Linked DNA regions of Zea mays: region 1 is linked to region 2. Evidence: chromatin contacts called from public Hi-C data. All regions are on one chromosome and are shown on one strand. Each heading gives the region's core, a stretch centred on a gene start, on an enhancer-like site or on the middle of the called end of the contact. The rest is flanking DNA. Distances are from core to core; before and after follow the strand shown.

Region 1 (3,615 bases), core at 640-3,139, 190 kb after region 2:
TTCGGGACTTCTGTACTTACATCTTCAGTACCAAATTAATTGATCCACATGAAATACATCACTTTCTTTGTCTTCATCTGATTCTGAAATCTTTGGACCCAAGAGAATTGAAATGCAATTATATCCGATATTTTTAGATGTTATTTTTAATATAACATGTCACACTGACAAGCGCCTGTGTAGGAATATAACAAACTAGCTTGCCCGTTTGTCCAGTGTCAATGCCTTGGGCACAATGTGGAAACTGAGAAAACAATGTAAAAAGGTTGCAGAATACATTTGCTCAATTGCCACATTCAGATAAAAATGTTTAAACAAGGGCTCATAGTTTCAGTACGTTCTGTTTGCCTGCGTATGCATATCTTATACATACGCAACTTTAATTTGGTTTATATAGATTACCACGTAATTAACAATCTCTGTTATGTCTGATTTTGCATGCTGCTTTCAGCGCAATAGACATAGTTAATTAATGTATGTCCCTCTTTCCATTTTTAGGCCTTGTTCGGTTATTTCAATTCCATGTGGATTGGTGTATATTGGAATGAATTAGGATGGATTTTAACTTGCAATGGATTTAAACCGACTCAATACCATCCAATTTATATAAATTAACAGCGAAACGAACAAGCCCTTAATTGACTATGCACCGACTCATCTTGATGTTAACCTGTTTAGTTACTAATTCCACACATATCGGTCCACTACACGTAAATAACACAGCTATTTTTTTTATAGTTCATCCTTTTTAAGAAAAAAATATAATTAGCATATTCCTTTATACTTTTTTAGCTATGCACCTTTTTAATTTATATATTTTCTATTCAAACTATCGATAATAATAAGTTAACCTCAAATGCATCTAATATACATAGAAAAACTATAAGTTTTAATTATGTTACATTTAAGATCATCAATCTGCAGCTTTGAATGATGTATCTGCGTATATATATATTTATGTGCATACATATTGTTGTATTCCTTTGTTACCAGTCCCCAAGATAAATATCACAAATCTGATTTGATTCTTTTTTAACTGCGTAGCTTCAGAACGTCATTATTTTGTGCTCATTAAGACCAATTTGTTGTTGCTTTGATGCATGTATATTTCCACTTACTTCTATATGTGTCCGTCTCAAATATACTGCTGCTCCTATATATCTATAATAGCGATTTTCTAACTGTGTAGATTTATCAATGAAAGACTCACGCGTGGCGCGAGCAGTTACTAGTACCGGTAAAAATGAAAATAGATAAGGATGGGCCTCCGTCTGTCCCACCTGGTATCCTGTGTTGGCACTAATACCTAGATATTGTTTGGTTCCTATATTTATAACGTAATAGATAACTGGTAATGCTAAATCATATTTTCTTAAGTACCATCGTAATCGGATATTACACTAGAAATACTGGCACATTATATTCAAATTTATTACCACTAGTACTCGAGTAGTGTGAATCATTATTATTGTTATTTACGTTACATTTTGTCAACCAAATAGCATCATAGATTATGACTTATAAAAAACTGTAACCTTTTTATATCGACTCGAATGGGGGAAAACCTAAAAATTATAGGTTCTGCATGATGCGATCCACGACTTTGCTGTTAGTTCATTCTTTAAAGTCCTCAAAATATAATGTGCAAAAAGAGCTCGGCCAAAGTACAAAACAATGCGGCGTATACATCATTTTTTTTCTTCAAATCCCATTGTGGAAGAATTCTAATTTCCTGTCCACGTCAGGTCGCTTTTCTCATGTGTCAGATCAGGTCAGGTGGCCAATCCTCTGTTGAGAAGAGAATTGCAATCAGCTAGTACATATGCATCCGCGTGGCGCGTAGCTCATTGTAGCATAATAGTACTCATTCATCGCGTAAAAGCGGCACGTCGCATAGTACGTAGTAGTTTGTATATGGACCCCGGCCAAGCATGTATCATGCCTCGTCGACAGCTAGCGTACGAGAAGCAGCTCCCTCTCGATCTCATAACAGGCATGCATATGGCTATATAGCTCATCCATGCCCATACCATACGCACACAAAAACAAAAACAAAAACAAAAACAAAAACAAAAAAAGAGCCCATCAAGATTCCTCTGCGTGTGCATGCAGAGTGGCTCTGTCAGTGAGAGCTCGGCTGCACTCAAGTATCAGCTCGCACGTGTGCCTGCCTGAACACGACTTGACGCGTGCCGCTATCCGTGTACCTATATGCAGCAAATGTGCAAGCAAAATCTTGAAATCTCGTGGAAATTGTAGTTTTCAACTTCAAAGTGACATGTGGATCAGTTTTCAGTAATGCCACACACACTAAGGTAGTGTTTGGTTACTAGGGACTAATTTTTAGTCCCTCCATTTTATTCCACTTTAGTATATAAATTGCAAAATATGGAAACTATAACTCTATTTTAGTTTTCATATTTGACAATTTAGTGACTAAAGTGGAATAAATTGGAGGGACTAAAAATTAGTCTCTAAAACCAAACACCCCCTAAGGCCTATGAATAATAATAATAAAGGACCGAAACAAACATAAAAGATAAATATAAGAAAATAAAAAAATCTTGGCACAAGACAATTTTACCTTGTGTCGGGGATACGATCCTCGGTCTCTAGAGTCCATCGGTCAGTGAGCATTGAGCCCGGTTTAGGCGTGGCAGAACTTGACAGAGGACGGGGCGTGCCGAAAGGAATCCACTCGAGGATCCCGCGTCTAGCCCAAGACCGACCCGTCATAAATGACTAGCTGCATTAAACGGTGTCTGGCGTCGAGCTACAGCAGAGGCGTTGGTCTGCCTCCCTCTTATGACCTACGGACTACAACACATTTATAACCTGCGCGCCCCTCAGCCTATGACGCGCTCATGACCTATCGGGACTAGGCCAGAGTGCACAGGTCGCTAGCAGGGCACAACACGACGAGCCGCGCTGAGCCCCATGCTACGAAGACCTGGGGTCGCCATAGCCCAAATGATGGCGCTTGGACCCACACTTCCTGCATCATCCGCCAGAAAGAATAAAAGACAGTCAGGCGACCCTGGGCCCACGAGCACATGTGGCTTTGCCTCGGGTAGAACACTTGGTTTTACCCTTGCCTGATGGCTCCTTGGGGAAGCCACCGCTAACCGACCCCTCTCTCAGGCTATAAAAGGGAGGGCTTGGCCCCTAGGTTAGGGGTTGATTCTTTTCTTTCAGATCCACCCACAAGGACGGACCTAGACGAGAACACGCTTAGAAGGACCGACGAACAGGAGGGGGACCCAGAGGCCGGAGCCCCGCCGCCAAGCCAAGATTTAGCTAGGACTCCACCGTGTAACGACCTCCACCATGAATAAGAGACTTAAGAGCCTCTCCTCCCTCTCTCGCCTGCTTGTAACCCCTACTATGAGCTTTGATCATCAATGGTGCAGGTAGCGCAAGCCATCGAGGACTGGAAGTAGAGACATCCTACACGAACCAGTATAAATCTCGTGCCTACTGCGCACACCGTCCGGAGCCCGAAACACGCATAATAAATTTACTTAATAAAGCGAGGTTCAAAATACCGACAGTTGGCACGCCAGGTAGGGGCTTTGCGCTTTCCACGATGAAGTTCTCCAAGCTTCGGATGGCTAG
Region 2 (3,605 bases), core at 516-3,015:
TTACCTCGGTAGTCTAACATTGCACTATGTTGCAACAAGATGCTTATCTGTTAGTTGATTTGTTACTAGACCTGCTCATATTCTGGGGTTGGGCCTTAAAAGGTGCGCCACTGAAATGGCAAAGCCAAATTCCTCCTGACATGGGCTGAGCTCAAATTCTGACCTGAAGCTCAAAATAGTACAGCATGTTCTTATTTTTGTAGAAAAATATTATGTTTAAATGAAATATATGCACAAACGGAAATGAAAACATTATCTTTTTTTTCCTGTCAGAAACCTATGACTAGGTCTGACAGACATACCTAATTTCTGCAAATGGCTTACTATATATTACACCCACAAACTAAAACATACCTTCAATCAAACTCAAAAAGTCAACGCAAGGTCCCATGACGTTGATTGCACAACTGGTAGTTTGTTGGCATTAGTGTAGGCTTCCTGCATTCCAAGTTCAGTGTAAGTTTGCCCTCCCTAAGAGCTTTGGATACTGTTACACACTTCGGAGACAACTTTTAAATGCATATACCAAGAAAAAACAAGAGTTCTTGCCTACCAAATTACATGAAAAAAATTACAATTGGCCCAAAAAAAAAAAAGAAACAGCGATTGTTTATGGGATATTACTCGATATATTTAGTCGAGCAACAAATTTCAGAAACATAACTGGGTTTCAAAACTAGTTTTGTCACATTCCTGTGCTCCTAGAGTGTTTTTTTTGGGTGAAATTTTGTGTCTAAATGCTTGTGCTGTCAAACTCAACATGGTTGATACGAGTTAAGAGTTTGGTTTAACTTTACAGTTGTACGCATGGATCGATGTATGAGTTCCTTTCATGGCAAAATCCTTCATTGACTATTCGAGCTGGCCAAGAAAAAGTCCAGTGCTGACTGCCTAACTATTTGTTGCTTTCGAATACCATGATGATTTCAATAACGAATGTTTCTTACAAGAGATGCCGAGGACTTTGTGCTTGTTATTTATAAGTAGGTTCCAGTATCCTCCACTGATAGGAAGAAAAAAAACAAAAACAAAGTTAGCTTTCATTCTAAGCCGAATCTTATTATCTTCAGCACATAACAGACACATTTGTTTGTTAGGTTCCACTGGTATGCTAATGGCAATTCGTGATGTTTGTTTTTATTTTTGGTTCCAGCTTCTTCCACGTGATGCTGCGGAGAGGGAGAGCTGCTGGTACGGTTTCATGTGCCGCACCCAGCACCATCGGCCTGACCACGCCAAGAAGCTGAACCACGTGTGTCGCCCGACAAGAGGCAACCAGCCCTAGTGAGACTTGACTGTTTCTGTCACCATTGTCATCACCATCCATTGTATGTGTGTGTCATCAAAATGGTCAGGAAGTGTGGCGCGTCCATGTTTGGAACCCTTTTTGGTTTGATCCTGGCTGGACCTGACAAGGAAATTATATTGCTGCTGGTGCCGGAACCGCCGCTCTGTCGGCAGGTCCGGGGGGGGGGGGGGGGGGGGGGGGATGGTTGAATTGAATGAAAATACCCCAGGCTAGTTTCACACGCGGACGGCGTTTCTGGCGCCCATGATGATGCAGAAAATGCTGATGGGCCGATTCCTCCTGACGGCGATTGCATTCTGCTGCAGGAGTTCCAACAAAGAAAGAAAACAATAGGGGGGGGGGGGGGGGTGCCCCAGCCTTTTGTTGCCTCTTTCGTGCTGCAGTTGCTCTGAGGAAAGCAGACGGCGCAGCTATACACGAAATTCACAAGCTTTTTCGTGGCCGTAGCAGGAGGCGCTCCCCGGAAAACCTGCCTGCAGCACGGAAGTGGGTGTGGGACTGTGGGTGCTTGCTCGCTGCAGCACCCATTGCATTGCTACTCGCCATCACACATCAGTCCTGCATGCTGCTGCCAGTCCTTTTTCTTTCGTTTCATACGTACTCCGTTATTATTGGAGCGAGCTTCCAAAGCTTTCGATCTACGCTGCCGGTGGATTAGGGCTAAAATATCGCCCGCAATGATTAACACACACAAAAAAAATAACGATAATATCGTCTGCCAACAATTAGATAGATAATGACGTTTCCCGTCTCGTTAATTCTGGCTCCATGGTAGTGCCCTCTCCTTGTCCATCTTTTTATTTATTTGTTGATTCGTTGTCCTTGACGTAGCATGCGTACGGATTCCTATACCTAATTGCGACATCACGCACTAGTGATCAAACCTCCACATGTCATAGCTATGCACTTGCACATATTATAATCTAAAACTCTCTCTCTCTCTCTCTCTCTCTCTCTCTCTCTCTCTCTCAAGTAAATAAAGCAGATATGGTCGCTCTTTAATTATAACAAAGTTCTTTGTGTCACTCGTTAAACCTGTTGTTAGCTACTATAGAGTGCGTTTTGGTTCGGGTTAAGCGTTGTCACGCGAGGGAGCATAGACTAGTACGAATGTGACAAAAGTCATGCCGCCAGTCGTCCACGATACTGGGTGTATATTATATATACATGCAAAGGAATTAAAGTCGGGGGGTGATCCGATGCATCGATGGAAATTGATTAAAGAAGAAAAGCACGCACACAACCATACCACCATTACTCGACTTGCCACTAACAATTCACACCACGCTTGGAAGCGCTTGCCGAGAGCCGGATAGCCCCCTCTCCTCTGTATCTTTTTTTTTGTAAAGAATAATGCAGCGAATCTTCTGACGTACCCTAGGTTTTGGCTATAACATTTCTTGATTTCAGCGTTCTAATTAATGATCCATAGAAACACCTACAGCTAGCTAACTATAGACACAGTCTGATGCAGACTAAATTGGTTTTGTTTTCATATTTTTTGTAACGGGCTGAAAACGAAAAACAACGGTCAAAATGTGGGGTCGAACCTGCCGATTCTTCGGAAACGATAAACTCTTAGTTGGAAAGATAAGTATTTTCAAGTTTCCACAAATACATAATAAAGTGGCATTTTGCCTAATTTTTAAGACATTAAAAATACACAAACAAATAAATAATACGCTTGATGTATCTCATATTAGCTAAATCGGTTTCGTACCGTTTCTAATGGGTTACCAAACAATTCAAAAAACGAACAGGAAAAACGGTATTCGAAACAGGACGGTACAGGATTTTCCTCGTCTCGTTTTCATCCCTACACGCCTATGTGTGAAACCATAACCTCTGTTTCCTCGCTGGAATCTAGATCTTGCCCCCTGGTGAGAGATCTTAGGGTGCTCCGGGTCGACAGGTCACCTGGGACGTCCCCAGACGACGTAGAGTCGTCTAAGAATTAAGAGACAGTCGAGGATGAGGTCTCTTGGATTGACAACCAGATCTTGCCCCGGGGAGGGGTAAGATCCTATGGTCGTCTTATTTAGGAAACAATTGATTTCATGAGTTGTTTTGTTCCCGAAGTAAGGACTCAGCTCGATGCAAGTCATCGGCTCTTGTGATCAGATAATATAAATATTTGATAGAATTTTGATGCACCGAGACCGTTTCGGATTGCATCCTCTTCAGCCATGTCTGCCTGATCAACATGTCAATAGGCAAAAACTTGTGGTGCCCCAGCTCGAATAAGCAAACTGATTGAGCCAGCAATACAGATTCATCGCCGTACCACCCCACACAC

What was found. Hi-C and Micro-C count contacts between places; a contact is called where the count stands out from the background.
Region 1: a contact with region 2 is called in a Hi-C map of tassel, with 4 times the contacts expected there. The contact joins two enhancer-like sites. A contact is called at or near these places in 2 of 25 Hi-C or Micro-C datasets (ear and tassel).

Annotation. Positions count from the first base shown.
Region 1 is chr4:211,321,537-211,325,151 of Zm-B73-REFERENCE-NAM-5.0, forward strand. No RefSeq gene overlaps it. Among protein-coding and RNA genes, the nearest start is that of LOC100382180, 73 kb to the left of the region's middle. Within about 2 kb of position 1,890, at least 14 of the 20 cell types and tissues checked have an H3K27ac peak or open chromatin away from gene starts, as enhancers often do. A contact at or near this core is called in ear and tassel, where this site is marked.
Region 2 is chr4:211,133,931-211,137,535 of Zm-B73-REFERENCE-NAM-5.0, forward strand. It overlaps LOC100274308 (putative RING zinc finger domain superfamily protein), which reads left to right. Exons shown (of 15, transcript NM_001148671.2): 15 at 1,154-1,427. The coding sequence ends at 1,285. Among protein-coding and RNA genes, the nearest start is that of LOC100274308, 7.9 kb to the left of the region's middle. Within about 2 kb of position 1,766, at least 14 of the 20 cell types and tissues checked have an H3K27ac peak or open chromatin away from gene starts, as enhancers often do. A contact at or near this core is called in ear and tassel, where this site is marked.